Linked DNA regions of Mus musculus: regions 2 and 3 are each linked to region 1. Evidence: chromatin contacts called from public HiCAR-type and promoter capture Hi-C data. All regions are on one chromosome and are shown on one strand. Each heading gives the region's core, a stretch centred on a gene start, on an enhancer-like site or on the middle of the called end of the contact. The rest is flanking DNA. Distances are from core to core; before and after follow the strand shown.

What was found. Promoter capture Hi-C pulls out the DNA fragments that hold promoters and counts their contacts. HiCAR-type assays count read pairs that join an accessible place to other places.
Region 2: a HiCAR-type map of astrocytes shows a contact between it and region 1, with 5 times the contacts expected there. The contact joins the promoter of Atxn7 here to the promoter of Fezf2 in region 1. A contact is called at or near these places in 3 of 39 promoter capture datasets (cranial neural crest, embryonic stem cells and frontonasal cranial neural crest), 1 of 484 Hi-C or Micro-C datasets (embryonic stem cells), 3 of 115 datasets of contacts at active chromatin or transcription factors (astrocytes and embryonic stem cells) and 1 of 9 other capture datasets (embryonic stem cells).
Region 3: a contact with region 1 is called in a promoter capture Hi-C map of embryonic stem cells, with 7 times the contacts expected there. The contact joins the promoter of Thoc7 here to the promoter of Fezf2 in region 1. A contact is called at or near these places in 2 of 39 promoter capture datasets (cranial neural crest and embryonic stem cells) and 1 of 115 datasets of contacts at active chromatin or transcription factors (embryonic stem cells).

The regions. Positions count from the first base shown.
Region 1 is chr14:12,344,391-12,347,312 of GRCm38.p6, reverse strand. Fezf2 (Fez family zinc finger 2) reads left to right here and starts at 1,448. Exons shown (of 5, transcript NM_080433.3): 1 at 1,448-1,726; 2 at 2,075-2,922. The coding sequence starts at 2,128.
Region 2 is chr14:14,011,059-14,013,980 of GRCm38.p6, reverse strand. Atxn7 (ataxin 7) reads right to left here and starts at 1,490. Exons shown (of 12, transcript NM_139227.4): 1 at 1,231-1,490; 2 at 612-908; 3 at 326-394. The coding sequence starts at 897.
Region 3 is chr14:13,959,762-13,962,683 of GRCm38.p6, reverse strand. It overlaps Thoc7 (THO complex 7), which reads left to right and starts at 1,371. Exons shown (of 8, transcript NM_025435.3): 1 at 1,371-1,499. The coding sequence starts at 1,481. It also overlaps a transcript of Atxn7 not described here.

The DNA of each region.
Region 1 (2,922 bases), core at 199-2,698:
CACCGTAATCCTCTTAAACTGCCTTTGCGGCTACAAAGCTCTTGGTCTTGCAAAAGCCGGCTGGCAAGATATAATTGTCCGACGAACAAAAACAGCCAAAAGTTTTCAAAAACCCCATGCACAGCCCCTCTTTTCCCTAAACCTAATTCTCTCCTTCTCTAGCTAGCCCCCCCCCCCCCATAAGAACCCTCAGCCTCGACCACTTTTGTTGTCACCAAGAGCACCCGGCCTGTTGAAAGTGCTGGAGCTTCTTTGAGCAGTTTGTTGTGATACGCAGGTGGAATGGTCTGCAAACATGAATTCAGCCCCTCCAAACCCAGCGCCGAGCGCTCTGCTTTTGTGCGCCCGGCACAAAAACGCTGAATTCCTCCGAACTTACTTGGGGCCTGTCTAGAAAAGAGCCTTTTCTTCCCTCTGCTTGTACCTCTGGCCACACTAAGTCTTTGCCCGCCCCCCTTCAGACCCCCTCCTTCTCCCCTCTGATAATCCTTCTTTTTATTTTAGAAAAACACAAAACCCGGTTCCACGCGGTGCTTTAGTGGCTAAAAGTGAAAGAGCTGCCTTGGCAGAATTCAGCTCTATGAATCACTTCGGAAAATTGGTTCGACTGAATGGCCTTAGGAGGAAAAACGTTTTAATAGGATCCAGGGGAGGTTCTGCTGTTTCAATCTGCTCCTTAAACAGGTGGAGATTGGACCTTCTCAATTATACAAACAGTAAGTACCCAACAGCGGGAGAGCTGCCCTCCGAATCCTCCCCGCACGCAGCCCTAAACCAGGCGCAGAGCCTGCCTTTGCCTCTCAAACCCGATCACAAATCAGCAATTCGGATCGATTAGCTTCTCAAAGAGCCCTAGGCCTCTCAGGGCAAGAATCCCCCAGCCCTACTGAAAAAGTGGGCCAGAGAGCTGCAGGCGCACCCACCCTTCCCCAGGTCCCCAGGACCCCGGCACGCCGCCTGCCCTCCCGGACTCTTCGAGGTCGTCCTTAGGCGGCGGGGAGCTCTCTCTCGACCTCCGACGCCAGCCAAGGCGAGCTCGTTGCTTTTGCATAAATTAATATTTCCCCATTAACAAGTTCCCCCCTCCAAACGCGACGCCCGCGTCCATGCGCCACATCCTAATGAGGTAATTATCATTTGCGCGTGTTCGGGGCTGGCGCTGGCTCCGTAGGTAAATGGCAGTTTATTAGCACGGTGCCCAGTTCGGCTGCGCAGGGCTAAGGGATACTTTGGTGATTAGACGGACACCAGGGGCCCTTTGAGGTAGCGCGTCGGGGACACCCCGCCTTCCCCGCGTACCCTAAAACTGTAGGCCCCCCAAAGTTGTGAATCACCCAAGGAACTCTGCCTAGGTTTGGGTTTGGGCGGCCCCCACCTCCTTCCACCGGCAAAACCATCACGATTCTTCCCCCTCCCCCCTCCCTCTCTTCCCTCCTTCCCGATTCGCAAACCGCTCGCACTTTCCCGAAGGGAGCGCGGGCGCTAGTTGCCTCCTTTAAAGTTTGAGGGGCGGTGGCGGCGGCCGGCAGGCGCGGGGGAACGCAGGGTCCTCAACGGGAGTCGCGCCGCCGCCCATGTCATTCCACTTCAAGTGACTTCATGTGATGTCAGCTGAATGTAAAAGACAGTGATCTCACGCGGAGGGGAAGATGTTTGCCATCAAAATGTGACAGAAGAGACACGCTGCATGGCTCGGAACGCATCTCCTTGGCGGTGGGGGAAAGAGGTAAAAGCGAGGTGGTTCTTCCGGCCCTCTTTAACTTTGCTCTTTCAGTGCCCAGTTCCCAGCACGCGTGGCGAAGGCCTGGGTCCAGGGAAGGGCTGGGAGTGTTAATTTGAGACTCCTTTCTTCTACCCCTTCTCCTTTCCTTTGTACAGCCTCCCCCTTCTTCCCCCTTTCATAGTCCCAGGGCAATAGCTGGTGGGTTCCTTTGCGCGCCGGGTTAATGGGCGGTAATTTGGTACCCTTGGGTGCACTTTGTTCTGCTTCTGTTCATTTGAATGCAAATGGGTGACCGGGCCGACTAGGTGCTTATTAAATTGCGGTTTCCCCCCTGCCTTTTCCGGAATGCAGACTTAGAGGAGAGAGGCTGTGCCCTGGCCCAGCCTGGCCCAGCTTGGCGCGCCATGGCCAGCTCAGCTTCCCTGGAGACCATGGTGCCCCCGGCCTGCCCGCGCGCTGGAGCGTCACCGGCCACTTCTAAAACACTAGCTTTCTCTATCGAGCGCATCATGGCCAAGACGTCCGAGCCCCGAGCGCCTTTCGAGCCCCGGCCTGCTGCGTTAGAGGCAGACAGCAGCCAGAGCAAGAAACTGCTCAACCTCTGCTCGCCGCTGCCCTGTATGATCCCTCTCCAGCCTCTAGGCTACGAGGTGCCGTCCAAGACGCTGCTCAGTTACTCGGAGTTCTGGAAGAGCAGCCTCCGGGCGGGCGGCGGTGGAGGAGGAGGCAGCGGCGGGGGGGCCCCAGTGTGCGGCGCCAGCGGCTTGTGCAAAACCAACTGTGGCGTGTGCTGCAAGGCCGAACTGGGCCTCGCGCCTTCTGCGCTGCCCGCCGGCAGGGTCATCAAACCGCAGGTCATCAACCAGGCTGTGGGGCTGCCTGCCAGCGGCTCTCTCTACTACTTCAACTACCTGGACTCCACCGCTTACCCACCTTCGGAGCTCCTCGGAGGCCACCTTTTCCCATCCGGCCTCCTCAACGCACAGGCCCCCACTTCCCTGGCTGCTCACCCCAAGCTTTTTCTGCTGGAGAACGCCAAACTGGCCAGCCTGGCTGCGGACAAGTTCCCCCACCCAGCTTCCTATCCCCATAAGGAGCGCTTGCATGCGCCACTGGAGCAGGTGCTGAAGGAGAACTCGGCCTTGACAGCTGAACGAGGGGGAGTCAAGAGCCACAGCAAACTACCGGGGGGCTCTACT
Region 2 (2,922 bases), core at 241-2,740, 1.7 Mb before region 1:
ACTCTTTCTTTCCCCAGAAAGGCACTACTTTCCAATGCTTAGAACTCTTTCTTTCCAGGTGTTGTCCATAACTAAAGAGATATATGTTAAACTCCCTGCCTGCTTCCTATGCCCATCACTTTGAATTGCCCTTTCCAGAAGGGATCCAGGTTGCTGCCCATTACAGAGAGCCCCTAGAAATGAGATTTCTTCCTAAATGTTCTACCCACCCTCTTCCATCCTCTTCAGCAGAGACCTCAATGTGGCAAGCAGGGAAGGTGGGCTGAAGCAACAAGAAAACTTCCCCAAGGTTGGGTACAAACTCCACCAGGGGGGCTGGACTCACCTTCCCGGCAGAGCCCCATGACTTCGCGGTTTTTCCCAAACTCCTTGAAACTTTCATCCAATTCGGTCCCTAGGAGATATACACACACAGGAGGAGGGGAGAGGCAGGTCAGTGGCTAGGAGTGTGACGCACGCTCACGCACGCTCCGGGTAGGTGTGGGCACCCAGCAGAAGATAGCATCTCTGACCCCCGTGGGGGCGGCCACAGGACACGGCGCGGGGGAGGGGATCGGGGCCAGAGGAGGGGGGCGGGGGGGCGGGGGGAACCAGGAGGCGTGGACACTCACCATCCTTCCCAGGAAGTTTGGAAGCTTCCACCCACAGATTCCACGACTGTCCCAGCATCGCTTCGGGACTGGGCAAGGGCCTGCGCTCCCCAACCGTCGCCATGGCGGCGGCCGAGGTGGTGGTGTCCCCGGTGCCGCCGTCCTCCGCCCGTGGGCGCCGCAGCGGCGGGTGCTGCCGCTGGGGCTGCAGAGGCTGTGGCTGCTGCTGCTGCTGCCGGGCGGCCGCTGCTCCGCCCGCCGCGCGGCGCGGCTCCCCCCTGACGTCATCCGCGGCCCGCTCCGACATTCTTTCCGCTCCTACAATGTAACAAAAAGGGGGAAAAGAGTGGCGCGGGGGCCGCTTTTAAGGAGGCTCCGCGGAGTTCCGGCGGCGTGCGCGGCCCGCAGGCCCGCGGTGCTGTCAGCCCCCGGCCCCTGCCGCCGCCCGCCTCCCCGCCCGGGCGCAAAGTCCGCGGCGCCACCGGCTTTCGCTTTCGCCTCCCGCGGCCCTCGTAGGGCGCCGGCTGCGGCTGCCACTGCGGCGCTGGCCGCCCTGCCGGGCCCGGCTCGGGAGGCCAGCGCCCGGAGCCGAACTGCCGCGACCTCAGGCCTGCCTGCGCCCCGGCCCGCGGCTGCCCACCCTGCGGGCGCTCGCATCCCGGCCCAGCCGGCAGCCCCGCTCCTTCCTTCCGTCCGCGCGTCCGTCCGAGCGGCGGCGCCCGGCCGGCTCCCTTAAGCGGAGGCGCCTCCTGTCGCCTCCTCCCCCTCGCCGGTCCCTCCCTCTCTGCTCGCTCCGGCGAAGTTTGCACGTCAAGCCCCCGGAGTGGAGCCAGGGCGAAGTCGGAAACGCAGCCACCTATGGAAGAGCCTGCCGGTCGGCCCCGGCGCAGTAACGAAAGCGTCGCCCAGGCCCTCCCTCCGGAGCCCCGGGCACCAGCAATTCGCTCTGGGCTCGCGGGAGGCTGCACAGTAGCTGGAGCATGAATGGGAAGCAGCCACTGTGCGGACGCCCAGAAACCAAAGCTGCCAGTGGCAGGTGTGAAAATGCCGCCCAGGTGTTAGCCCAGGCGTCCGCATCGAGCCCCTGCTGCTTGGCCAGCCAGGAACGTGCACTTGAGTGCCCACAACTGAAGGTCACACTGTGTCCTGCGAACTTGAATTTCTTCTCCAGCAAGAAGGAAGCTACAAAATCAGTGTATCACTTTAAAGTTGGGTTGTTAGTCTCTCACTATTTATGGCTGTCTTTCCTAGAATCCGATGAGACCCCCATGGCTTAAGGAATATACCAGACGTTCGTCAGATTTGGATCACAAATTAATAAGCACTAGCACATACAGTCACCCCCTCCCCGACCATCAAACAAGTAAAGCACAGGAGTGGACCACCACAGGGTGCCTTTAGTTCCTATTAAGCTGTTATCTCATTTCAGTAAAGCAGCATCTTTTTAGCCTGCTCAGAGCCTCAGGCTTACAGGTGCCTTCTGGGACTGTATGAAGAGGTGAGCTTTCTCGACTTGCTGCTATTATCTGTTGGCTTTGGGGGGGGGGGCAAATATTTAGTAAGACAGATGTGACCAACATCTCTGTTGAAGTACAAAAAACCTTTCAAATGTTAAAATGAACGCAAAAGTGCATATGAAAATGTTTCCATAATATATTAAAGCCAGGACTTGGAGAAGGGGTTTGACATAGGTGCAAGTTTAAAAGCTTGAGCTGGGTGTGGTATGCACCCAGAGTCCCCAGTGTTTGGGAGGCTGAAGCAAGTGTGCAGCATCGTAATACAGGTGAGACTGAGAAACACAGTAAGAGCTTGTCTTAAATAAATAAAGCAGAAACACAATTTCTGTGAGACACATTTAGAAATGTGTCTATAGGGTCCCCCCCCCCCACTGGATTGCACACCAAGAAATCCAAAAAGGAATCTGCTGAGTGTTTATCAAAGGACAGTTGCTTTTTGAACACTCAGGCTATACACCTACATACAGATTCAACTAACTGAAGTTTGGAATATATTTTCCTTAATTTAAAAACTGAGCCTGGCATGGTGGCACACATCTTTAATCCCAGCACTTGGGAGGCAGAGGCAGGCGGATTTCTGAGTTCAAGGCCAGCCTGGTCTACAGAGTGAGTTCCAGGACATCCAGGGCTATACAGAGAAACCCTGTCTCGAAAAACCCAAAAAATTAAATAAATAAATAAATAAATAAATAAATAAAAATAAATAAATACTGTATCCATGCAGGGCAGTTACATATTTTTTAAAATTTATCTAAATACAATGTAACAACTATTTACATAGAATCTACATTTTATGTAAGTACTGTAAGTAATCC
Region 3 (2,922 bases), core at 122-2,621, 1.6 Mb before region 1:
CAAAGTCCAAGTTAGGAGGAGCCTTTAGACCAGTACTCTTTCAAAAAGTCAGCGAGCAGTTCCACATTTGGAAGAGGTCATTTATGCTTCAAAATCTTCATTCAGGGTAATTTCTGCCTTTGTGACAAAAGTAGATACTGTATTTGACCCATACATAGTTCTGCCTAGAGGTTAAAAACCACCTCCCTTGAATGATCCCAAGTCTTCCGCTAGAAAGAACTGAGGGAACACAGGGCCGATGCATGGATCCCACTTAAGAAATCTCAACAACCAAAAAATGACCCCACACCATTGCCTTATGCAGGATCTGAAGGTTCAAGGGATTGGGATCATGAAAACTGATAAACAAAAACCTGGGTTATAAAGTCAAACTCTACCCTGTTGGAGGTCAAATCAACTCTCAACAGGAACATGGTTCCACTAGGAGAACATTCCTCAATGTTGAATCAAAATGATTTTTTGTTTTGTTTTGTTTTGTTTTGTTTTTTTGTTTTGTTTTGTTTTGTTTTTTGTTTTTCGAGACAGGGTTTCTCTGTGTAGCCCTGGCTGTCCTGGAACTCACTTTGTAGACCAGACTGGCCTCGACTGCCTGCCTCTGCCTTCCAAGTGCTGGGACTAAAGGCGAGCGCATTCACTGCCCGACTCCCCCCCCCCCCCCGGGAGGGGGGTGGTTTATTTCATTTTTCAGAAGAGATGACACTATAACCTGCAGTGTGTTCTAGAAATGTGTACTCCGCACCCCCAAGTAATGTGTTTGCAATGAGCAGCACCCCCACCCCCAACACCTACTTTCAACTTCCCTTTAAGAAGCAGTTTTTGAAAAGCAAAGTTAGTATGAAAATGAAGGCACCCCATCTGGATTCCAGCAGCGAGGGAGAACTGGATGAGAGGTGAGAACCGGAGGGACCTGAGCCCTGGGTCCTGAGTGACGCTCCCCAGACAGGTGACCAAGTTTCTTTCCCCCGCTTCGCCAGCACCCGCCAGAGCTCAGGAAGGGAGGATGGCTTGCCGCGCCCGCCTCAAGAATACGGGTTCGAGACCCACGGCGGCAGTGGCCGCGCCCCCGTCCCACCGGAGCGCACGGTCGGGGCAGCCCGGGACAGAGGTCACCTGGAGCGTCAGGCGCGGAGCCCCGCGAGCGCGCGCAGCCCGAAGCTCACCTGGCGGCTGGCCGCGGCCTCCAGGGCGGCCTGTGGGCGCGGGCAGGGCGGGACGGCGGTGTCCCCGGGCCCAGCCGCCGCCGCCCGCCCTCCCGCCGCCCGTCTCGCCCTTCACCCGCCGGCCGCTCCGCGCCCCAGGAGAGCGGCGAGCGCGGGTCCGCGGCGGCGCGGCGCGCGCGCCGGCGCGACTCAAAAGTCGGAGAGGGCGGCGGGCGCCGCCGCCTCCTCCTCCATGACTGTTTACCCGGCTGCATTGTGGGAGTTTGACCTTCGCCGCCAACCGCCGCCTCAGCTCGGCCGCCGCCGCCGCCGCGCACGCCATGGGAGCCGTGACTGACGGTGAGGCCTCGGCGGGTGCGGGGACGCGGGGCAGCGCCGGGATCCGGGCCGTCTGGGGTGGGGGGCTCCCGGGGCGGTGCGCGGCGGGGAGAGGCGCAGGGCGGCTCGCTCGGCCCGGGCGATGCAGTGCCCCGAGGGGGCCGCCTGGGGGGCTTCCCGGGCCGGGCTGGGTCGGGCCCACGGGCAGCGCGGCGGGCCCCAGGGAGCGCAGGAGCTCGGAGGGCGGTGGAGTGAGGACCCCGAGCTGGGGACGGCGGCTAAGAGGAACAGGGGTGTCTGGAGGGCCGGTCGGGAAGTGTATCTGGGCGACTTACAAGGTAAGGCGCCAGCATGGGAAGAGGCCGGCGGCTTGGACCGCGGCAACAAAAGGAAGGCATGTTGGAGCGGGTGAGTTGTTGGCCTGAGTGGATTAGGAGTGATGGATGGTGGACAGTAGATGTCTGTGGGCTGAGAGCAGAAATAAGAGCGCGTTTGGGAGAAGGATGGACTGACACGATAGGCAACTGGAGCAGGAACTGAGAAGGTACCCGCTTTGGTAGAAAGGTTCCGGTGGCTTGATGTTGTTTGATGGGCTGATCAATAGCTATGGATCCCAGTGGAGAAACAGGGGACTTCCAGAAATGAACAACGATCGGCCCAAATTTGAGGACGGGCCGAGGAAATACCGATGTGGGTATAAATAAAGGCCTCGGAACTTGGTAGGGGGGATTTTAACCTTGGTTTTGTTTTTTTTTAATTCGAGTTTAATTTATTCAGGAAGTACTTAGCTTACTTCTAGGCAATACTTTACTGAACACGTTTGATACCCAGAAGCAGCAGGTAAAGGTGTTTCCTCTTATACGTCTGCAGTGGCTGTAAACATTAAAAATTGGTAGGGTGGCTGTGTGTGTGTGTGTGTGTGTGTGTGTGCGCGCGCGCGCGCCTGCCTGCCTCTCTTTGAGCTGTCTCTGCCTCCCTCCCTCCCCCAGGCAGGCCACCCTACTAGAGTGGCAGTCAGAGGACACTTGCTGAAGTCACTTCTTCACTTCCACCAGATGGGTCCTGGGAATTGAACTGAGGTGGTCTTTCTACTGGTGATTAGAAAACTTGACAAATTTGCTTTCCCCCTTCCTTTGAAGGGTAAATAGGTGTTTTAAAACTGGAATTACAAGTGACCAACCACTTGCCAAAATGATGAAAGAAATTCAAGATGGCATATAGAACTTAGAAAACTTTACACCATGAAATTTCCAAGATCAGGAAAAGCCAGTGAAAGGGTTTTTGTTGTTATTTGGTTTGGTTTTGAGACAAGGTCTTGCCAGGCAGTGGTGGTGCACACCTTTAATCCCAGTACTAGGGATGCAGAGGCAGGCGGATTTCTGAGTTCTAGGCCAGCCTACACAGAGAAACCCTGTTTCAAAAAAACAAAAAGAAAGAAAAAAAA